Linked DNA regions of Mus musculus: regions 1, 2, 4 and 5 are each linked to region 3. Evidence: chromatin contacts called from public HiChIP or PLAC-seq, Micro-C and promoter capture Hi-C data. All regions are on one chromosome and are shown on one strand. The core of a region is the stretch at or near the end of the contact, and the rest is flanking DNA. Distances in the headings are between cores, read along the strand shown. Region 1 overlaps Cdr2l (cerebellar degeneration-related protein 2-like). Region 2 overlaps Hid1 (HID1 domain containing). Region 3 holds the start of Slc9a3r1 (solute carrier family 9 (sodium/hydrogen exchanger), member 3 regulator 1). Region 4 holds the start of Otop2 (otopetrin 2). Region 5 holds the start of Cd300c (CD300C molecule).

Region 1 (4,003 bases), core at 928-3,427, 230 kb after region 3:
TCTCCAGCCCTGTTCTTGGATTTTCAAGACAAACTTTCTCTATGTAGATGAGCCTGGCCTCGAACTCACAGAGGTTCGCCTGCCTCTCCCTCCTGAATACTGGGATTAAAGGAATGAGCCACCACCATCCAGCCCTCTCATTTTAAGATTGTTTCTGTTTTATATGTGTGGGTGTTTTGCCTGTGTGTATGCCTGTGCCAGGAGAGGGGGTGGGATCCTCTGCAACTACAGTGACAAATGGTTGTGAGCCACTGTGTGGGCGCTGGGAACTAAACCCAACCCCTCTGCAAGAACAAGTGCTCCTAACCACCCAGCCATCTCTCCAGCCCCCACAGCCGGTAGGTGAAACGTGGCCCATACTCCAGTAAACAACTTCCCACCTATGGCTATTCGCCACTGATGATGCACCCGACCTAGTTTGAGGTACTAAGGATTCAGTGACCCTGATCTGCCTCTGCGACCTCACAGCTGCAGTGGACCATGGTGGCAACAGAGCTGTGTGCAAGGACCTGGGGTACAGCTAGGAAAGTGGCCCCGTGGCTAAAGTGCTTGCTGCGCAGGCTTGAGAACCTGAGCTCAGACACCTTTGTAAAATGCAGGGCACAACGATGTGCATTCGGAACCCCAAACTGGGGAGGTGGCGATGTGCAAGTCCCATCCTAGCTGAATCAGCCATTCTTGGGTTCCGGCGGGAGCCTGTCTCAAAAAATCCAAGGCGGATAGCTTGTTGAGGTGTGATGCCCAGAGTCATCCTCTGGCCTCCACATGTACCCACACACGTGTGGACATGCATACAGGTTCACAGATACAAAAGGATCAGAGCTGGCTGAGGAGGAATGGTTGGCTCAGCCTGGGCTGTACAGGAGAAGGGCAGGCCCTTGGATCCGGCAGAACCTTCTCGGACTTTAACACCAGACAGCAAGCTCAAGGTTGTCTGTTTGTCCTTAACTCGATGGCCTCCATCTCTGAGGCTCCCAAGCTGCAGTGAGGAGGTGTCCCTAGCTCCTGAAGACTCTCCACCTTGGTGGGGGAGAGGGGGACGTTGCAATGAGACAGAGATGGCTAAGAGGTTAAGAGTGCTTGTTGATCTGGGCCCAGAGTTTGGTTCCCAGCACTCACAGTGAATGGCTTACAGCTCACAATCACCTAGTTCCAGGATCTCCAACTCCACCTACACACACACACACACACACACACACACACGCACACACACACACGCACGCCTAAAAATCAATCTTAACATATTGGTTGTGAGCCTAGCATTTAGTGGCTGAACCATCTCTCCAGCCCTAACAATTTTTACAGAAAAAATGTCTCCCATGCATATCATTCTATTCCAGGCTGACAGAGACCATTGAGCGCCTGCAGTCCCAGGTCGAAGAGCTACAGGCCCAGGTGGAGCAACTTCGAGGCCTGGAGCAACTTCGGATTCGCCGGGAAAAACGGGAACGCAGGAGAACCATCCATACCTTCCCCTGCCTGAAGGAGCTGTGCACAAGTTCCCGGTAGGCAAGGGCCCTGGTGTGTCATCTTAGAGTCCCGAGAGAGCTGGCTGAGGGATGAAGGAGGAGATGCATGGTGGACAGTGGCTGGGAAGGAGGACCGTTTGGTCCAAGCCCTCAGGATGCTTGCTAAGGACAGCCATTGGTGTTACTAACACAAGCCATTTGCATCCATTTTCCCTACTAGTCAGATGAGAAAAACCTTCTGACCTCGGAGGAGTTAAGCACTGTATTTATACAGGCACGCGCTCAGAATGTGTGCTATGCCTAAATGGATCCCCATCCTAGTTAGGAGAAAGAGATAAAGAGCAAGGTGAGGCTGGCGATGTAGCTCAGTGAAAAACCTGCTTGTCCGACGCTTCACTGTGTCTCCCAGTGCGGAAAAATCCTGGATCAATCTGTATAGGTCATCGTACTCAGACACACTGTGGAGGGATAGTTAGAGGGGTGGAGGGTGACTGAGAGAGGCCAGTGTTTGACCACCTACTGCTGCCTGCCTCCCCCCCCTCCCCCCGCCCCCAGCAGATGTGAGGATGCCTTCCGCCTACACAGTTCCTCTTTGGAGCTGGGTCCTCGGCCGCTGGAACAGGAAAACGAACGGCTGCAGACCTTGGTTGGGGTGCTCCGTTCCCAGGTGAGCCAGGAGCGACAGCGCAAGGAACGAGCGGAACGTGAGTACACGGTGGTGCTCCAGGAGTACACGGAGCTGGAGCGACAGCTGTGTGAGATGGAGGGCTGCCGCCTGCGCGTGCAGGAGCTGGAGGCCGAGTTGCTGGAGCTGCAGCAGATGAAGCAGGCCAAGACCTACCTGCTGGCCCGGGAGGAGCACCTGGCTGAGGCTCTGCTGGCGCCCCTCACTCAGGCCCCTGAGGCCGATGACCCCCAGCCAGGCAGTGGAGATGACTCTAATGCCCAGGATGGTGTCTCCTCGCCTGCCGCTTCCCCCAGCCACGCAGTGCGCAAGAGCTGCAGTGACACGGCGCTCAATGCCATAGTGGCCAAAGACCCAGCCAGCCGCCATGCTGGCAACCTCACGTTGCATGCCAACAGTGTGCGCAGGCGCGGTATGTCTATCCTGCGGGAGGTGGATGAGCAGTACCACGCGCTGCTGGAGAAATACGAGGAGCTACTGAGCAAGTGCCGGCAGCACGGTGCCGGAGTGCGGCACGCGGGGGTGCAGACCTCACGGCCCATCTCCCGGGACAGCTCCTGGAGGGACCTACTGGGGGGCGAAGAGAGCCCGGGAGAGGGCAAGGCGGGTGAGAAGAGCCTAAGCCAGCACGTGGAGGCTGTGGATAAGCGGCTGGAGCAGAGCCAGCCGGAGTACAAGGCACTCTTCAAAGAGATCTTTGCCAGGATCCAGAAGACCAAGGCCGACATCAACGCCACCAAAGTCAAGACACACAGCAGCAAGTGACCCCTCTCTAGGCCTGTCGCCTCCCTCCGCCTCCCGACCAGAGGGGTCCCTCATGCCTGGCTGGCAGCCTCCTGGCAAGTGAGAAAGCCCTTTATGCAGCAATATATCATAGCAGGTGGCTGGGGACACTGCATATTCCCTGCTGGTGGCTCGGCTCACCTGTTCTGCCTCCCTTGGCCACTTTGCTTCAGCTCAAAGGCACAGCTCAGTTTAAAAGCCAAACACACTCCCCACCCCGCCACTGCCACTCCACCACTGTCCCTGGGGGCTTTTCAGCTCCCCCAGCCCTCAGCTTCTGGACCCCAGGCTTCACCCTCAGATTGCTGCCAGTCTTCTGCAAGCCTTTCTAGCTTTGCCCTCCAAAGTTGTTTTTGTTTTTTGGTTTTTTTTTTTTTTTTTTCTGAGAGATTTGCAATGCAAGGCCTCCTGAAGCCTTGTCACAACTGGAAACACTTGAAAGGGGACCTCAGAGCCAGCCATTGCTGGTGTCTGGAGTCTCCCAGACCACTCACTGCTTCTTGCCAGTTATGACTGTCATTCCCTTCGCACCAGCTGTACCACTCCCAGAGGTCTGAGCAGGCCACAGATAGCCCCCACCTTGCAGAGCAGGAAGTTTAGCCAGGCTCGAGTGTATCCCCTCCAGCCCTGGCAAAGGGCTTCTGCTCACCACAGATCTATAGCCAGTCTGAATAGAGGAAGAGAGAACCCCACAACAGCCATACACGGGTAGTGTCCCTTTCCTCTCAGAGCCAAGTTCCATTCCTGGAGTTATCCTCTAGGCATGAAGCCTTCCAGGGGCCGGGATGGTAGGGAGTTTCACCCCTTCCTCCCTCCCCAAGCCTGCAAACCACCTTTGCTTTCATTCCTTTCTCTGCGCCTGCCCCCATCTCAGGGACCATGATGTCTCATCCAGTCCTCTCTTCCTCAGGCCACCCAGGGACAGTTCACATCTGCAGCCTTCAGAATGTCCTGTAGGAGTGTCACCAACCCAGGTCCAAGTGTTCATGCCTGTCCTTCACCAGGGACTGTAGGACCCTTACTTGTTTTGTTTGGTTGGGCTTTGATCTGTTTTTTTGTTTTGCTT
Region 2 (4,367 bases), core at 1,049-3,548, 200 kb after region 3:
CAGCCTCCCCTTGGGGAGCAGAAACCAGCTCCATCCCCTGGCTCCCAGGCTACAGTATGACTTGAATCCGGTCCATAGATGTCAAGGTTCAAGCTCCTCATCTTACATATGAGGAGACTGAGATCCAAGAGGTTAGGTGAGTGAGCAAGTGACAAAGTGTTGCTGTGTGCCTGGCATAGCTATGAGAAGAAACCCTGGCCAGGCTCTGATTGTGGCCAGCATTGTGGGACACTTGGAGACCCTCTCTTGTGGTGATAAAAAGCAGGGAACCAGCAAAACCCAGAGGGGAGCCATGTCATGCAGGGGTCAGCTTCCAGAAGGAGTAAGGTTAAAAGTTTAGAATGCTAACACCTGTGTTAGCTGCACAGGGGCACAGCTGGGTGTACACAGCTGGATTGCACAGCTGAGTGTGCACAGCTGGATTGCACAGCTGGGTGTGCACAGCTGGGTATGTACAGCTGGGTATGCACAGCTGAGTGTGTACAGCTGGGTGTGCACAGCTGGGTTGCACAGCTGGGTGTGCACAGCTGGGGTGTATGCTTCAAGTACTCTGTCCCACTGATGACTATGTGGCACCCCCATGTACTCATAAGTGTCCCCATATCCCTCTTGAGTCCCGCACGATCCAGACTTTTCCATCTATCAGGGTGGTCCTCAGACCCTCTTCTCTACCCACTGTCCCAAAGAGCAACCACAGCCACATGTGGCTGGCGACTAAGTGCTCTTGAGCGGTTGATCCAGCTGACGCTGGAAGTATAAGGTACACACTGGATTCAGGGAAGGAAACGTGAGGAAAGGAAATGCAAATGATAGCAATAGCTCTATATACTCATTACAAATTTAAGGCTCACGTTTTTAAATGTACCGAGCTAAATAAAATATATAAGTTCTCTTCCTTTTTGCTTTCAAGAAAGGGTCTTATGTACCATAGGCTAGCCCAGAACTCACTAGTAGCCAAGGATGACCCTAAACTTCTTGATTGATCTGCCTCCACCTCCGGAATGCTGGGATTACAGCCCTGTGCCGCCACACCCAGTTCATCCAGGGCTCCATGCATAGTAGACAAGCACTCTATACACAGAGCTACATTTCAAGCCCCTTACATTATATTTCTACTAAACAATGCGGTTCTAGATGGAAGACCTGAACCTTGGCCCAGGAGCCCCCAGGAAGTTTGGGGCCCTGATAGTAAGGTTCAGAAGACCGAGCTTCAATTATCAGCACACACATGACAAATCACAACTGTCTGTAACTCCTGTCCCAAGGGATCCAACACCCTCACACAGACATACATGCAGTCAAAACACCAGTGTAAACAAAATAAAAATAAATAATTAAAAAATAAATGTATGGCTAAGTTATAGTTTCACGACACCAGGGGGCAGCACATCTCCTCAAATAAAACCATCAGGGCTGGCACAGGGTTCCTAGAACCAGACTAGGAAGGCCAGCCGCCTCTCACCTGTTCTCCGTGGAACAAAAGAACTGAACCCAGGGGTTGGTGCTGCCACTCTCTGGAGATGGGGGCAGGTACATGGCCTCTGAGAAGCACGTGAGCAGTAACTTCAGCAGCTCCATCCTGCAGGAGGGACAGGAAAGGCTACATGAGAACCCCAGTCTCCATCTGGAAGGGGCTGACACATCGACCCACCTCCCTGGCCCAGGCCCATGGGGAAAAAATGACCCCTGTTCCTCCCTGTAAGGCCAAGGATGGATGGTAAGAGGGCTGGGTCTCTGAGCTATGCACAGGCCAGCCCGGTCCAGCTCACCGGTTCATGTCATGGATGTAGTTGGGCTGTGGGGAATGAGCAAAGCCCACACCAGCCTCCCAGATATATTCACAGCTGTCCAGGGAATGGACATCTTCTGCTGAGTCCTAGAAACAGGAAGTAGTAACAGGGGATGAGGGTGTCACAAAACAAATATCGGCGTGAGGCGGGCCCTGACTCCCTAAGCTTCCCAAGCTGCAGCAACGTACCCCGGTGTTCTCCTAAGGTCAGCCCTCCCCTCCCATGCCAGTCTCCTAACGGACAAGGAGAGAAATGGGTGCTGTTGGAGTTCTTTAAAGGCTCGTTTCCCTGCAGTCTTGCATTGATTATTTTACTTGCTGAGCCCAGTCTGAGGCAGGGAGAGGAGGTAGGGAAGGTTGGAGGAGTAGGGGTGTGGCAGACTGAAGGGAGAAAGTATTCCTGGTGGAATGCCAGAGTAAAAAGACAGGCTTCCTGGTTCCAGCCCTGTTCCCCTCCCAGCTCGGGCAGGGAAGACAATAGGTGCTTGTGTGATGCTGCCTAGGAGACAGGCAGGCTGGACACCAGCTGGCTCCTCTCCAACAGTGCAACCCCCTATCCCACCCAGGACACTTATGCTTAGGAGGCCTGCCCTCTGAGCCACCCCTGCACCCTGCACCCTGCACCCTGCACCCTGCACTCGGGAGAACCGTAACTATGCTGGCCCCAGCAGGATCAGAGCCCAGCCTGGGTGTCTCACCACGTCGTTCCTCCGGTGGTTCTGCACAGTGAAGTCTGGGCAGAAGAGCAAATCGGCAATGGCCAGGAGCAAGGACTCAGCCAAGGGACGAGCGTTCTCATCCTCTTCCTCACCCTGCTAAAGATGCAGGCTGCTCAGTGGGGGGCTGGCCAAGGAGAGGTGGCCCCACGGCTTGGGGGTGTCGTGAATATGGGACTGGGTCTCAGCGGGCACATGTAGGTAGACAAAGTGGAGGGAAAGAGGAAGTGACTTCCTGCTCACCCCAAACCTCCCTTTGCCAGAAGAGGGCAGGGCAGAGGCAAACACTGGGCATAATGAGAAATGTCCCACCAGGGGTACTGGACATCTTGGGAATCATGAGGTCTCAACCCTTGGCACTTGACTGAAGATAAAGCCCTGAGTAGATGGGGCCTGGGAGAAGATAGTGTGGTCCTTCTAAAGACATAATGGGCCTATCCCTGCACCCCTGCTCTAGGCCCCTTGGGAGAGAAACCGAAGGCCTGAAAAGTTGGTACTGGCTCCTTCCCCCTCAGTGGTACCCTACCTCTAAGTCCCCATCCCTATACTTCCTAAAAACAGGTGGCCCTGCCAGGATCCTCCAACCCCCCCTTGGCCAGGCCCACAGACCCCTCCACGCCCTGCCCCGGGCACTGTGGACCAGAAGAAGCCCCTCCAGTCGGGGTCCTCGAAGATGTAAGGCAGCACTCGGGTGAGTAGCCGGCTGCAGTTCAGGACGACCTGTTTCTCCTTCTCAGAGTGGCAGCCACCCTCTGCTCCTTGCACCAGCTTCTCCACAGCCTGTGGGGACAGACAGCAAGGGAGGAAGGAGCATGTGAAGGAGCCCTTTGGGTTCAGGCCACCCAAGCTGGAGAGGTCAGCTAGCTCAGGAAGGTTGTGACCTGGGAAAAAAACAGCCCAGAGCATCAGGAGAGCAGAGGCCAGTCCACTGGATGGCCAAGACCTCATCTGTGGTACCCCTCTCATACAGAGTGTGTCCCCACACTTGGGTACAACTTACTTTCTTCTGAGAGCCTCTTTCTCTCCTAATCCTTCTGTTTAATACTATATTAAAGTGCCCTTTTTAAAGGTTAAAACAAGAGAAAAAGACCAGGGCTGGAAGAGTGGCTCTGCTGTTAAGAATACATTGTCTACCACATTTGGTAGCCCATATCTTTACTCCCAGCACTAGAAGCCAGAGACAGGTGGATCTCTATGAGATCAAGGCCAACCTGGTCTATATATTAAGTTCTAGGCATCCAGGGCCTCAACAAAATAAAACAAACAACAATAAAACCCAACTTGCTATCCTTGCCAAGGACCTAGAGTTCAACTCCCAGCACCTACGTGGTGTCTCACAACCACCCATAACTCTAGTTCAAGGGGGTCCAATGCCTTCTTTTGCTCTCCATGGTCATCAGGCATGTACACGGAACATATAGATACATGCATGCAAAGCACTCACACACATAAAATAAAATAAATTTAATTTAAAATTTATTTATTTATTTTTGGTTTTTCGAGACAGGGTTTCTCTGAATAGCGCTGGTTGTCCTGTAACTCACTCTGTAGACCAACCTGGCCTTGAACTCAGAAATCTCCCTGCCTCTGCCTCCCAAGTGCTGGGATTAAAGGAGTGTGCCACCACTACCCGGCAATTTTTTTTAAGACCTCGTTTGTAACAGAGAAACCTCTGTTTGGAGGCTGGAGCACCTCACAGGAAAAGCTAAGTGAGGTGGTGTCTGGAAAGATAAGTTAAAGCTCTGATAAATGGCGGCAGGGGCCATGGTTACTTTTTCCTCACCCCCACCAAGGAGAACTGGAGGCAAAGAGGCTAGACCTCTAGAACCTGTGGGTGAGATGTGAGTACTTTGTTCTGCGTG
Region 3 (4,373 bases), core at 802-3,301:
TCTGGCTTTCCCAACCCTCCTTCTGGAAGCGTGCACGGGCTTTTTCTTCAGCACACACGAGCAGTGGGGCACCTGAAAACACTCCTTCCTGATCTCTGGACCTCACATCCCAGGGGATGCCCCGCTCTCCCATGGAACCTCTCTTGTCAACTTTCCACCTGGGTTCCTAGACAACCAGAGGTCAGAGTCTGGAAAAAACTTCCCCTCCCTCCCAATCCCGAGACAAGGTGTACAGCACCACGGATATTTAAGGCAGAGGTCAGAGCCAGATAAAGAACTTGTTGGCTCCTGGAATGGGTGGGAGGCAGAACTGAACAAAGCCATAGGCCAGTTTTTCCCACTAAGCCCCAGCTTGCTCGCTCTCTCTCTCTCTCCCTCTCTCTCTTTAACTTCAGACCAATACTAGGGCAAAATGGTTTTATCTTTTCCTCTTCCGCTAAATCGGGTTGAGAGGGTGGGAAGTTGTCGATTTGGGGGCGGGCTGATGCTATGTGCACAAAACAAGGAAGTATGAGCAAGTCTGGGGTACGGAGAGGGGCAACAAGCCCTGTAGGCCCAAGGCCATGTGTCTCCCAAAGCTCTGATCTGACCCTTAGAAGGAAGGACACTCGGAGGTGTGCAGATCCATGACCAAAGGAAGCTTTACTACATCTATATAGGTTGGGCAGCGAGTGAGGCTCCAAGAAAGTATGCATTACACATATCTGAGGTTACTATATTTGCTTTCAAGGCAGAAATCTTGCTCCCAGAGCAAAGTCAGCACTCTAAACTTGGGTTGATAAGGAAACTCTCTGTGACCTCTCATAGGAAGATCAGGGAGGAGCCTGGGCTCCGGGTTCTCTTCTGGGGCTCTGAGCTGATTGCTGGAGCTCTAGTCACATACATAGCTCTGGGCCTCTGGCATTTCTGTTTTTCCAGAATTAAATTGCAGTATTTTGGAAAATATACTCTGACCGGTTTTTCCCCCTCTGTTTATTCCCAGAAGGAGGATCGTGTTAGAGAGTTTGTTACGTGGCACGTTGTGGGAAACTGTTACCCAATGTCCGAATCATTCCATCTTCACCCATTGGCGTCCTCATAGGTTCAACTTACCCTTAACTGACTACCCTCCCCCACCCCCAGCCTCTGTGGCCACATCTGCGCTGGCAAGAGGGAGCTGGAATGCTTATCTCACAATCCAAGTCATTTTTCTGTTGAACAAAGCCAGTCTTCCATTCCCTCTGAAGTGAATCCTGAGATTGACTACCTAGCTGTCTCACCCGCCCTCTCTCCGTGGCTAAAGGCTACTGCCAAAACTAAGCCCTTTATTTATTATTCATTTATCTGTTCTCAGACAGCCTGTCTTCCAGGTGGGCTGCAAGGAGCCTCAGTCTCTACCAAGCCCTACAAGTTTCTAGAAGGGATCAGAGCCCAAACCTCTGTCTATATGCATGTCCAGGGATAGAGGGGCGGCTCCACAAGAAGAAACTTTGTTATTTAAACAACTCTACTCCGGAGTTATTCTGTTACAGTTACCCTGTTACAGTGTTACTGTGTTACAGAAGACATCCGTCCGGTTCTTAAGTTGGCTCTGGGGAGGGGGAGGAGTGAGTGTGGGGGAGCATGGGGTGGTTTCCCCAGCAACTGTCGCTCCCCTCTCTCGGGCCAAGCTATGCAACAGGCTTTGGCTCAAGGCGGTTAAAGCGTTGAGAATCCTTTACCCAGAGACTAGCTCTTCTAAATCCCCCTCCACAACGTGGAAACCAGAGCGGAGCCCGTGGGGCCTCTGGGCTCAGTACCTGGAACCCCGCCCCAGCCCCGGCCTCGGCCCCGCCCGATCAGCCCAACTCCGCACTTGGTAACAAACACTTCCACTTCCTGGGCTCTCTTTTCTTCTCCCGCTGCGGGGTGCCGCGCCGAGTGCAGGCCACGCCCCACTCTCCTGATTGGTTAGATTTGTTCACCCTGGCGCAAGAGCCCGGTTCGTGATTTCTGATTGGTCTACTGTGATCCACACCCACCGCGCGGCCCCGCCCTCGGGTTTAGGAGCTGGGGCGGGTTCTGGAACGCTCAGACGCCGCGCAGGGCGGGGATTGGCCGGCTCCCTTCCTGTGCGTTCGCAACCGCGGTTCCCGGGACACCTGTTCCCTGTGCCCCGTGCGGTGCTCAGCTCCCAACTCGAGCTCTGCGGCTCGGGGAGAAAGGTCGTGAGTCCCCGGCCTCCGACGGCACCCGCGCTGAGCCTTCGCAGAACAAGATGAGCGCGGACGCAGCGGCCGGGGAGCCTCTGCCCCGGCTCTGCTGCCTGGAGAAGGGTCCAAATGGCTACGGCTTCCACCTGCACGGGGAGAAGGGCAAGGTGGGCCAGTTTATCCGTCTGGTAGAACCTGGCTCGCCGGCCGAGAAGTCGGGGTTGTTGGCTGGAGACCGATTGGTGGAGGTGAACGGTGAGAATGTGGAGAAGGAGACGCATCAGCAGGTGGTGAGCCGCATCCGCGCAGCGCTGAACGCCGTGCGCCTGCTGGTGGTCGACCCGGAGACCGACGAGCGTCTCAAGAAGCTGGGCGTCTCGATCCGGGAAGAGCTGCTGCGCCCCCAGGAGAAGTCCGAACAAGCCGAGCCTCCAGCGGCCGCCGACACTCATGAGGCTGGGGACCAGAATGAGGCCGAAAAGAGCCACTTGGTAAGTGCGGGTTGGGCTTGGTGTAGGACTAGGATTCTAGAGAGACTCGGGCACCCCGGACTTCCAAGCACTTTCTGAAACTCGAGCAGCGAGGAGGAAACGGCTTCTGCCCTCTGTCCCGGAGCCTTCGCAGTTTCTAAGGCGAGCTTCGGAGTGCGACCAGCGACCCCACCGCCCTGTCCGGGCTGGCTGGGGAGCGGAGCTCCTTTGCCGCCTGCATCTCCTGACTGCTTGAACTTTGCGAAGACGGCGCAAAGAAACCCAGTCCCCTTCTCTGCTCCCATTCCTTGGATTCCGCCCCACAACCCGGACTCATTCCTGGGTTATCCTTGCCTACAGCTAAGCTAAGAGCTCTCCCCACCACCCCCCGCATCTCCCTCCCTCCCTCCCTCTTTCTACTCTCTTCTCTTCAGTCCCTGTGGATGGTAGCTCAAAGTGGCTTAAAGGCTGAATAACTAAGGGTCCCTGGGAGGACCCCTTCAGCCCTACCCACATCCTGGGTCCTCTAGTTTGTGCATCATTAACTCACACCGGTTGGACTTCATCCTTCTCAAGACTAAAGTGACTTCTAAGAAAGAGAGGAAGTCTCAACGTCTCGGAGCTAGGGGTGGGGGTGGGGTGCCGGGAGGAGGTGCAGAAGCGTCTTGGGGGTGGTGGCTCTGCCACCCCGGAGGATTTATGGTCCTCTGGAATGTGAGGAGTAAGCGCTCGCTAGCTGGTATCTGGGAGCCTGGTGGGAGGACCTTAGAAGAGGAGGAAAAGGAGAAAGATGGGTGGGGGAGGGAGCAGGAACAGGCCAGGCAGCGTCCTGCAGAGCCGACCCTCGCAGGTGGTCCCGCCCTGGTGTCTCCTCTTCTCTGTCCAGCGATTGTAAGCCGGCTGGTTGGGTTTTGCCAGTGGTTGGTATTTCCCCCAAACAACCCCAGTTTGGATCAGCTGCTGGAGGGGCAGTTGGCAAAACAGGAGTTGTGCTGAGAGCCTCCCTGTCCCTTAGAAAACAAGGAGGGAAGGAGGCCAGGTTCAGGGCTCAGACCCTGGGAGCAGGGTCCCTTCAGTACGCACTGGCTCTCTCTTCCTGATCGATACCGCCGCCACATGTAGATCAGCGGTATCCATGGAGCCAGGAAGATCCTCCCTCCACAGGGAAAGGGCACTGTTCAGCCCCGTAAGGTTGAAGGCGGAGCCTGAGAGTACCAACTGGTTTGGTGGAAGTGAGGTCACCAGAAGCCCGGTTCTGCCAGAGTTTGACTCTGGGAATGCCAGGGCCACCAAGTTCCCACTTCCTGCCAGTGCCAAATTGGCATCGGTAAGCAGTAGTAGAGCCCCTGGCAGCAAGTTGGAACAGGTGACCTCTGCTCTTAGGCACAAACCCAATTTGAACTTTGTGCCCTGTCCATTGATTCACCATTCATCCCCCACCCCCATCCCCACCCTTCCACCACCACCCCCTCCGCTCCCGCCCCCGCCTCCCATTCTTTCCTTTGGACTTTAGCACCAGCACAGATAGCCAGCAGCCTCCCCTCACTCCACATACACACCAAGTTGCACTCTCTGGTTGTACTGTTGGGTGCTGGAGGGCAGTGGCGAGGCTGCTGCGGAAGGCTCTGTATCAGAATGTTTTGTATCTAAAAAGTCTGTGGCTGCCTGCTGGCAGATCTGTCTTCCTGAGAGGACAAAGAATCAGCATCCCTAGGTGGTAGTGGGACACCTA
Region 4 (4,374 bases), core at 493-2,992, 160 kb after region 3:
TCCCTGCCTCTGACCTTGACCCCTAGATAGAGCCTGAGACGTTCACATGAGACCTCTTGAGACATCCTTTTCCTGTCTAGGCCACACCAGTCCTACTAAACTGTTGGTGGGTAGGATATTTCCAGTAATGTGATTTAGTCCCCTTCCCCCACCCCAAACCACTTTAGTGACCCTGAATCTACGTTGCCTGACTCCTCCTCCAGACCCCTGGACTCTGTGCCCACCCTCCCTCCCAGGACAACGCCAGAGAGAGGATGGGGTGGAGGGCAGATGTCCTTTCTACACACTACAGTTCCCCACTCCTGAGTCCTGCAGAGGGGGAGGGATACAGAGAGTTAATCAGTGGCGGAACCAGTGACATTTGGTAGTGTGGACAGTGCCTGTAAACCCCAGAAGAGTGATAGGAAGGCACAGGTCAGGGTGAAGCCCGGTCCGTGGGAGCTAGCGGAGTTGTAGGGACAGCCTTTCTGGCTGCTAGACTGGGAAGTAGGCAGCGAAGGTCTTTCCTTCCTGGCCTCCCCAGTTCAAGGCCCCTGGAGATTTCCCAGCCTTCTCTCTGGTTCCCACCTACCTTTCACTCTTGCTTCCAGGCACCCTCCCCCCCCCAAAGTGTCTGATTTTTGAATACCTCTGCAGCCCCCATCCCATAATCATGGGTCCGATCCCCAAATCGAAGTTCCTCTCCTCTAATCCCTGCATCCAGTCCACAACTGTCACAAGCTCAGTTTATGTCCCTTCCACCTGTGTCTCTCTAAGTACAGCAGGCTGCACGGCCCCACCTTAGGGTCTGTCCGTAGGGGGAAAGGGCAGCTCAGGCAAGAGGGTAAGTGATGCCATGAGGTTTGGGACACCGGGTTCCAGGAAGTTCTTCCTGGTTTTCCTGGCTAGGCAGAGGGCATACTCACCCGCGGCTCACAATGAGGCGCAGAGACTCCAGGTTGCCATGGTAGGCAGCCCAGAGAGTCGGGGTCATGCCATCCTCGTCAGGGGCATTCAGCTCCTTCCGGGTGGCCTCCTTGAGGAGTTCCAGATAGCCATCCCTGGCGGCCCGGTGATACTGGTCATTCATGGCGCCCAAGTTGGACGGGACGGGCAAGGGGCACCGAGAATTGTCCCCGGACGGGGAGGACTGCCGGGTTAGGGCTGAGGCATGAGGTTGAGGGAAGGGGCTGGGCTGGGGCCTGGGCCGCCTGCCCCTGCTGCCGCAGATGGTGGATGCGGAGCGCCAGAGCCGCGACTACAGACGACTACAGACTACCGGGACATCTGAGCTGCACACCGGGGAAGGGAGGGGGGAAATCTCTCACTGCCCAGGGAGCCGCCCAGGAGCTTCCCCTGGGTCCTAAACGCCATGCTCTTCAGCACACAGACGTGACTCAAGTGAAATTCAGTTCTCTCGCTCCAAAAGCGCCCACTCTGGCGTTGCAGCCCTTGAAGCCCAATATAGGGACATTTAATACGGCCTAGACAGAACTCCGGGTGCTGGGTTCCCTGATTTCTTCACCAGTCAAAAGGACAGGTGAAAAGCTGACGAATAATGTGTGAGGGTGGGATGGAGAGGCAATTCTGATCTGGAGGACAGTGGGTCCAGAGGAGCAGGAGGACCCACCGCAAGACCTTCATCCGCAAGCAGGGCGCAGCAGTCCTGCGGTCAGCCTACACTCGTGGGGGGGGGGGGGGTGTCAAACAACAGTTCTCCAGCAGGGGGCGCTAGACGACTGCAGCCCGATTGAGGGCACCGCGTGGGAACCAGACTTTGCAGCATCCAACCAGCATCTCTGGGCAGCAGTAGTAGGGATACAGGAAGACCGAATTCGGATCACTCTGAGGGCAGGTGGGAAAAGAGGAACTGTTGTCCCGATCTCGGGACAGCAAGCAAGATCCAAAATTCCGTCCAGTTCCTGAGCTGCGACGGAGTCTAGGTGCAAGCGGGCAACGGGGGTGGGGGTCAGCTCTGCAGTCTTTGGGTGGGTGTGATCTCTGAGCACCAGGTTACAGTGGGCGCTGGGGGGCAGAGGACCCTCTGTGTACGGCAATATGGGGCCGTGCCCGAACCCTGGCAGCACCAGCGCGACAGGGTAAGGGAATCTTAACAGGTAAATATAAATCTCACCTTATCTGGCTTCCCTAAATTCAGCTCGGAGAAAAGATGGATCATGTGAGTGGGACTGAGAGGTTTATGGAGCCGAACTCTTGTGGCTGTAAATCACTCTGCCCTCTCCGGTATAAAGCACCGGTCCAGCCCGGCGTGGGAGAGAGGAGACGCTTGCTGCCCCTTGACCCCCAACTTGGTGTCGGCTCCCGGTGCAGCCAGGTGCGTGTCCCTGGCCAGGGGACTGTCAGATTTGGGGAGTGGGACTTTGTAAAGGATTCAGCCTAGGGCCGCTTCTTCTTCTCTCTGTACAATATTTCCAGGCCAGGTAGGGAAGGTACAGCTTTCAGATTTTCTCGTTTTCCCCAGTGCTTGGTCCAGCACCCTTAGTCCCCACATTCCGGGGTCCCCAAATCCAGGGATCACATGGGAGGAAAGGAGAGCCCCCTGAGTTGACTTAGAATCCTGTCCTTGCCCCCCCCCCGCCCCGACTTCGGACCTCGCAGTGATCCCTTCAACCTCCTCCAGTCGCCCCCACCATGTCGGAGGAACTGGTCCCGCATCCCAATGAGAGCCTGCCGGGGCCTCGGGCCAGCCCCCGTGAGGTGTGGAAAAAGGGCGGCCGCCTGCTGTCGGTGCTGTTGGCTGTCAACGTGCTGCTGCTCGCCTGCACGCTCATCAGCGGCGGTGCCTTCAACAAGGTGGCGGTGTATGACACGGACGTGTTCGCTCTGCTCACCACCATGATGCTGCTGGCCGCGCTATGGATAGTCTTCTACCTCCTCCGCACCGCTCGCTGTCCAGACGCGGTGCCTTACCGGGATGCTCATGCTGGTCCCATCTGGCTCCGAGGTGCCCTGGGAGATAGGGACGAGAGTGGGGTGGACACGCTGGGGAGCTGCAGTCTGGGACTCGTGGAGGACCTGCAGGGTGTGACTTTGGGGTAGTCAGGTGTGCAGTGCCCTGGGAAGGAAGAGCAAACATGGCGGAGGGCTTCCTGCGGGAGGAGGTCCTAGGGGTTAAAGGCCGGTGGAAGGAGCTTCATTGCCTTGTGTAAAGATTGGAGAGATAATCATAGAGAGAGCCTTTGTGAGGGGAAAAGCAGAAGACAATAGCAGCTGGCAAGGTCTGTCTAGAGGCCTTGCCCTTACCTGTACAGGGGGGGGGGCACATAGGATGTCTTTCCCAGTCAATCCTGCACCATGTCCCACCCACCTACTCATCTTTCAGCCCTTCCATTTGCCCACTTACCCACTCATCATCCGTTTATCTGTCCCCCATTCATCCATCCATCCACCCACCCACCTGTTTATGCTCTCTCTCATCCATCCACCCAGTGGTCTCTCAGTCCATTCATTTGTCTATCCATCTAATCATCTTTTCATTCTTTCATCTCCAGCCATCCACCCACCCAACCTGTTCATTTATCCATTCAACCTTCGATCCACCCATTCATTCATCTTTCAGACATACAGTCGCCCATCCATCCATCCATCCATCCATCCATCCATCCATCCATTCACTTGACCTCCTAACCTCTCCACTCAATCCATTCTTCCTTCCAGTGATCCACCCATGCCCTATTCCCACCCGACTAACCCCTCACCCTTCAGAACCTATCATCCACCCTGCAAGCCCCGTCTCCTGCCTCTCTGATACACCACTCCCCTGCTGGCCCCGATTCCCAGGTGGGCTGGTGCTGTTTGGAATCTGCACCCTTGTCATGGATGTCTTCAAGACTGGCTACTATTCCAGTTTCTTTGAGTGCCAGTCGGCCATCAAGATCCTGCACCCCATCATCCAAGCCGTGTTTGTCATTGTCCAGGTAGGTAGAAGGAATGTCCCCAAGCCTCATGTGCTTAGCAAGAGGTCAGGAGATCTGAGCCCTACACATACCCTGCCCCATCCCTGAGCAATTCAGCAAATGGCACTGGACTGTGGTAGAGATCATATGACCCCATAAATGAGGGGATACTGACTCACGAAGTGGCACCTAAATGTCAGCTTCTACTTAGGGGTGCTGTAATTTTAGTTCAGTCTAAGTGGTGTCAGTAATTAACACCCAAGAGGTGCAAGTTGTGACAGCTGGCCCTGTCTAATAGAACCTTGGATGTCTATGGGGGGTGTCAGTCTCCACCTACCGTTGTGCTGTAGCCATGACCATGGCTGGGGCTTGTTTGGTCTCAGCCATAGCTCTGAGTTTGATATTTGTTTAGGAGGCAGGGCATCCCGTAAGTTACAGTTTTTCAGACAAGTTCAAATCAATTTCTTTTCTTCTCTTT
Region 5 (4,088 bases), core at 897-3,396, 200 kb before region 3:
AGAAGGAAGAAGAGGAATTAGAAAGAGGAAGGGGAGAAGGAGGAGGAGGAGAGGAAGAAGAGCAGAAGGAAGAGAAAGAGGAGAAAGAGAAGGAGGAGGAGGAGAAGGAGGAGGAGGAGGAGGAGGAGGAGGAGGAGGAGGAGGAGGAGGAGGAGGAGGAAAAGAAAAAGAAAACCTGGGATTAACAGAGAGGATGGGCCCTTTCCTTCAGCCCCTGTCACTACCTCAATCCTTAAACTGATGCACTGATTTGGTTTCTGTGAACAAGGGAGGCTCCATTAGAGGAGAATCAACTACAAACATGGAGAATATTGGAGAGCAAAGTAGCTGAAAGCCTGTCTTCCATCCTGCTTGACCCTCAGCCCTAAGAAGAGGAACCTTGGAGGGATTCTCTGAGTCTCTTCCAGCAGTTAATGGTTCCTTGGAGAAGGGACACAGGGGATCTTGGAGGGGGTAAGTGGGTTCCTCGGGGCACTGAGAAACCCCATAGACTGCCTAGGCTCCTCCTTGTGTCTCTGGTGGTCCCTCAGAAGTCCCAGAACCAGTGATGAAGCTGGTACCCAGAAGGGAAGTCGGGGTACCCAGGTCAGAGCCACCTTTGAGAGAGGGGAGCTGATGAGCTAGGGTATCATTCATCTATGGAGAATGGAGACAGGGCCAGAGACCTGGGAATGTGTACTTGAGTCTTAACAGGACAGGAAGTCACAAAGAGCCAGTGATGTGATTCAGAGCCTGTTTCTAGAAAGTTTCAGGCCTGAGCCTGTCCCATGGTGCACAGAGAATCCCCACCAGGGGCTGATGAGATGGCTCAGGGGGGAAAGGCCCTGCTTACCAAGCCTGATGACTTGAGTTTGACCCACAAGGTGGAAACAGAGAATTGACACTCAGAAGTTCTCTGTTCACTCACACACTCCAAGGGAAGTCCCCTAGAAACAAATACATGAACACACAAACAAATAAATAAAATAACACAGTCGTTTCTAAGGACACAGGTCCCCACTGTGCCTGTGTGCGCACACACATGTACTGGTGCACATATAGTATCACACGTACCACACATGCTCTCATGGAGGCGCGTGTGCACTCACACTCCCTGTCCTGAATCTCTCACTAGCCAAGCTCAGCATGCTGAGGTTCCTGGCTTCCTTCTTCCATGAGGGAATGGCAGGCCTGGACTCAGGCTGCCCTGGCAGGAAGGAGGCTTACCTGGGACCACGAACACCTCAACCTTGAAGGACTTATCGATCTGTAAGTAGGCATCATAAAAGAATCCTATATCCACCATACACATGTAGGTGCCTGCATCCTCCAGGGTGAGGTTCTCCAAGGTCACTGTGAAGGTGAGGTTGTCTGGATGGTCCCTGATGGACACTCGGCCATTCCTAGCTTCTTCTGAGGCACTGGTCTTGACAATATCTTTACACAGTACATTAGATTTCCATTTGCACCAGATTTTTTTTTTAGTTTTCAATTTCTTCTCATACTGACAGGACACACTGAGTGACTCCCCCACAGTGCCTGTGACAGTGCTGGGACCACGCACAGGGAAATGGCCTGGAAAACACAGACCTCAATTCTGCACCCTGACCGCTGGGGAGTAGGAAGTCTTCCCTTGCGTCAGGTCTTAGAAAACCCTCTGGTCTTGAGGAAACCATGAGAAAGGAGACAGGCTTTGTCAGATCAGGAGTCAGGACTGAGGTCATAGAGAGATTATAAAATAAATAGAGATTATGCGGTTATGGCACTGACTGTCACAGGTGACCCTCCCAGTTGTCCTGAATCTGCCTCAGGTGTGGTAGACATGACTGTATTGTGCACAGAAACCTGGCAGCCCCTGGGGAGCAGATGCTGATGGTCCTGGACCCCACCCAACCCCACCCTTCCTGCTTCTCTCTAGACCCCTCTGCCTGTGCTGACTTCTCTCTCTGTCCCTCTCTCCCACCTCCCATAGATTTCCCCTTTCAAGTAAACCCAATACACCTACCTCCATGCATATCTGAAACCAAGGAGAGTAGCACAGCTGAAGGCAGCCACAATCTTATTACTCTGGGATTCATTTCTTCAGCTCAGCTGTCTCCTGCACCCACACCAGGGCCAAGAGAGGAGAAGGACATGTCTCCTTCTAGACAGTAGAATGCCCTCTTGCCTAGTTCTCCTTTCTGTCTTCTGCTTCCTGGTCCCTGGCTCTCACTTCAGGCTCCAGATGAACAGGTGCAGGAAGGGCTCTGTTGATGTTCCAGGCCTCAGAGGCTTTGGTTCCTACCACACCCAACAAGTGGGGAAACCCACGGCTGGGGACTGAGGATGCCATCTGTCCCCTAGCCTTTACCCAAGGGCTTCCACCCTCCTGCCAGAGGCCTGGGGAGCATTTCTGTTTCTGGTCAGGTTGACCACCCTCTGTGACAAGCCCCTTCCTGAGTGGATTGGAAAGCTGCCATTCTGTTGCTCTAACTGTGTGATCACAGAGCAATCACCTCCTTCCAAATATCAGATTATAGGGCACTCTTAGTCCTTGGGGTGTCTAGGACCATTTCCGGGTTCACACTGCTGGTCAAGGTCATGCTGTGACCTGATCCCTTAATCAGAGTTTATCTGGGTGCTGTGTCCCCACAAAGAGTACAGACCTGTAGGTCACAGCTTTCACTTCTCTTGTCTTATTCTGTTTGGTTTGTTGTTTTTCTGTGGCAGAATCGCTATCCTAGGCTGGCGTCTATGTAGGTAAGGAGGACCTTGAACTGATCCTCCTACCTCCAGCTCCTGAGTCCAGCAGTTTAAGGTGTTTGTCACCACAGCCCATCCATGCTGTGCTCAGGATTGAACCCAGGGCTCTACGCATGCCAGACAAGCTCTCTGCCGACTAAGATGCATCCACAGCCCTGATTATTTGAGACAGTATCTCACACTGCAGCCCCACCTGGGCTCGAATGCAGTATTTAGCTGAAGCTAACCTTGAACTCAGAAATCTCCCATCCCTTGAGTGCCAGGCCTTGATGGGAGCCCCCATGCATGGCAGCTCTGCCTTCTTGAGTCTCCTGGCCCCATACCTAGACATGGGCATAATTTGAGGTAGGTGCTGTGTGGTAGAATGAAAGAATGACCTCAGATCTCTCCTTTCTGATGACTCAGTTTCCCAATGTTGGCCATCCACTTCCCTTTCATGTTGGGGAAGAAGGGAAAAGGGGGAGTCTGAGAGCCTGGTGAGCCACCTGGCCATAGAGGTACCTACACCCCTCTGATCTACAGCCATATCTGCAGGCTGTGGTGACATTTTGAGGGGACCTTTACACTTATGGTTTGCTGGGTTTGGACTCTCCTGGGTTCATTCCTGAGAACAATCCTTATTCCACTCACTTCCAATCCCCATTGACACAGAATGCAGATGTTCTCCCTACTAACACAGAATGCAGATGTTCTCTCACTGTATCATTTTCTTGCCTCTCACTGATTGACCATCAGGGTATCTGCCTGCATTTTTCTATGTCCACTGTTTCTTTTTGCTCTACAGAATATCAAATCAACAAGAGCTCAGAAACCACTTATTGTATTCACTGAAGGACTCTAAGGCATGGTCACTGCTTGCTATCTGTACCTTATCACTGTTCTATTGCTGTGAGGAGACACCATGACTACAGCAGCTAGTATAAGAGAAAACATTTAACCAGGGCTGGCTTGCACTTTCAGAGGCTTGGTTCATTGTTATCATGGTCAGCATGGTGGCAAACATGGCAGGTATGGTCCTGGAGACAGCAGAGTGACATCCTGATTTTCAGGCAGACAAAGAAAGGCAGAGAGAGGTGAGAAAGAGAGGAGAGATGACAGATGAGCGGGAGGAGAGAGAGAGAGAGAGAGAGAGAGAGAGAGAGAGAGAGAGAGAGAGAGAGAGAGACTGAGAGAGTCAGACGGAGAGAATGATCAGTGAAGAGAGAGAATTGATCAATGATCAATTGGGTGAGCTTTTTGAAACCTCTAAGCCCACCTCCAGTAATACACTTCCTCCACAAAGGCCACACCTCCTCATCCTTCAAAACCTATCAAGCAGTTCCCCTCTCTGATAGCAAAGCTTTTGAAAATATGAGCAGGGGTTAGGG

What was found. Promoter capture Hi-C pulls out the DNA fragments that hold promoters and counts their contacts. A called contact is a pair of places that touch in the nucleus more often than the background predicts. HiChIP or PLAC-seq counts read pairs in DNA pulled down with a chosen protein or histone mark.
Region 1: a contact with region 3 is called in an H3K4me3 HiChIP or PLAC-seq map of embryonic stem cells, with 16 read pairs. The contact joins the enhancer-like site here to the promoter of Slc9a3r1 in region 3. A contact is called at or near these places in 11 of 39 promoter capture datasets (the 3T3-L1 cell line, the C10 cell line, the HPC-7 cell line and 7 more), 10 of 484 Hi-C or Micro-C datasets (B cells, CD4 T cells, CD8 T cells and 5 more), 9 of 115 datasets of contacts at active chromatin or transcription factors (CD8 T cells, effector CD8 T cells, embryonic stem cells and 4 more) and 2 of 9 other capture datasets (adipose tissue and liver).
Region 2: a contact with region 3 is called in an HNF4G HiChIP or PLAC-seq map of pancreatic cancer cells. The contact joins the enhancer-like site here to the promoter of Slc9a3r1 in region 3. A contact is called at or near these places in 16 of 39 promoter capture datasets (the 3T3-L1 cell line, 3T3-L1-derived adipocytes, the C10 cell line and 9 more), 3 of 15 datasets of contacts at CTCF or cohesin (the G1E-ER4 cell line and embryonic stem cells), 64 of 484 Hi-C or Micro-C datasets (the BV-2 cell line, the Ba/F3 cell line, CD8 T cells and 32 more), 20 of 115 datasets of contacts at active chromatin or transcription factors (the HPC-7 cell line, the SCID.adh cell line, T-cell acute lymphoblastic leukemia and 9 more) and 4 of 9 other capture datasets (adipose tissue, embryonic stem cells, liver and 1 more).
Region 4: a contact with region 3 is called in a Micro-C map of embryonic stem cells, with 2.0 times the contacts expected there. The contact joins the promoter of Otop2 here to the promoter of Slc9a3r1 in region 3. A contact is called at or near these places in 9 of 39 promoter capture datasets (the 3T3-L1 cell line, 3T3-L1-derived adipocytes, embryonic stem cells and 3 more), 1 of 15 datasets of contacts at CTCF or cohesin (the NIH/3T3 cell line), 6 of 484 Hi-C or Micro-C datasets (the AtT-20 cell line, the N1E-115 cell line and embryonic stem cells), 11 of 115 datasets of contacts at active chromatin or transcription factors (the SCID.adh cell line, T-cell acute lymphoblastic leukemia, embryonic stem cells and 2 more) and 3 of 9 other capture datasets (adipose tissue, embryonic stem cells and liver).
Region 5: a contact with region 3 is called in a promoter capture Hi-C map of neutrophils, with 4 times the contacts expected there. The contact joins the promoter of Cd300c here to the promoter of Slc9a3r1 in region 3. A contact is called at or near these places in 1 of 39 promoter capture datasets (neutrophils), 1 of 115 datasets of contacts at active chromatin or transcription factors (pancreatic cancer cells) and 1 of 9 other capture datasets (liver).

What each region holds. Positions count from the first base shown.
Region 1 is chr11:115,391,319-115,395,321 of GRCm38.p6, forward strand. It overlaps Cdr2l (cerebellar degeneration-related protein 2-like), which reads left to right. Exons shown (of 5, transcript NM_001080929.1): 4 at 1,341-1,505; 5 at 2,028-4,003. The coding sequence ends at 2,919. Among named protein-coding and RNA genes, the nearest start is that of Gm32013, 7.9 kb to the right of the region's middle. Within about 2 kb of position 2,178, at least 19 of the 459 cell types and tissues checked have an H3K27ac peak or open chromatin away from gene starts, as enhancers often do. A contact at or near this core is called in embryonic stem cells, where this site is marked.
Region 2 is chr11:115,357,208-115,361,574 of GRCm38.p6, forward strand. It overlaps Hid1 (HID1 domain containing), which reads right to left. Exons shown (of 19, transcript NM_001346774.1): 3 at 3,115-3,285; 4 at 2,488-2,601; 5 at 1,770-1,876; 6 at 1,463-1,579. Among named protein-coding and RNA genes, the nearest start is that of Hid1, 8.4 kb to the right of the region's middle. Within about 2 kb of position 2,299, at least 57 of the 459 cell types and tissues checked have an H3K27ac peak or open chromatin away from gene starts, as enhancers often do. A contact at or near this core is called in CD8 T cells, the HL-1 cell line, the N1E-115 cell line and 8 more, where this site is marked.
Region 3 is chr11:115,161,290-115,165,662 of GRCm38.p6, forward strand. Slc9a3r1 (solute carrier family 9 (sodium/hydrogen exchanger), member 3 regulator 1) reads left to right here and starts at 2,052. Exons shown (of 6, transcript NM_012030.2): 1 at 2,052-2,662. The coding sequence starts at 2,237. It overlaps Rab37 (RAB37, member RAS oncogene family), which reads left to right. Exons shown (of 9, transcript NM_021411.4): 9 at 1-951.
Region 4 is chr11:115,320,788-115,325,161 of GRCm38.p6, forward strand. It overlaps Otop2 (otopetrin 2), which reads left to right and starts at 1,743. Exons shown (of 8, transcript NM_001362400.1): 1 at 1,743-1,834; 2 at 2,138-2,314; 3 at 2,599-2,944; 4 at 3,781-3,917. The coding sequence starts at 2,632. It overlaps Ush1g (USH1 protein network component sans), which reads right to left and starts at 1,131. Exons shown (of 3, transcript NM_176847.3): 1 at 906-1,131. The coding sequence starts at 1,069.
Region 5 is chr11:114,958,361-114,962,448 of GRCm38.p6, forward strand. Cd300c (CD300C molecule) reads right to left here and starts at 2,147. Exons shown (of 4, transcript NM_001368239.1): 1 at 1,985-2,147; 2 at 1,207-1,554. The coding sequence starts at 2,057.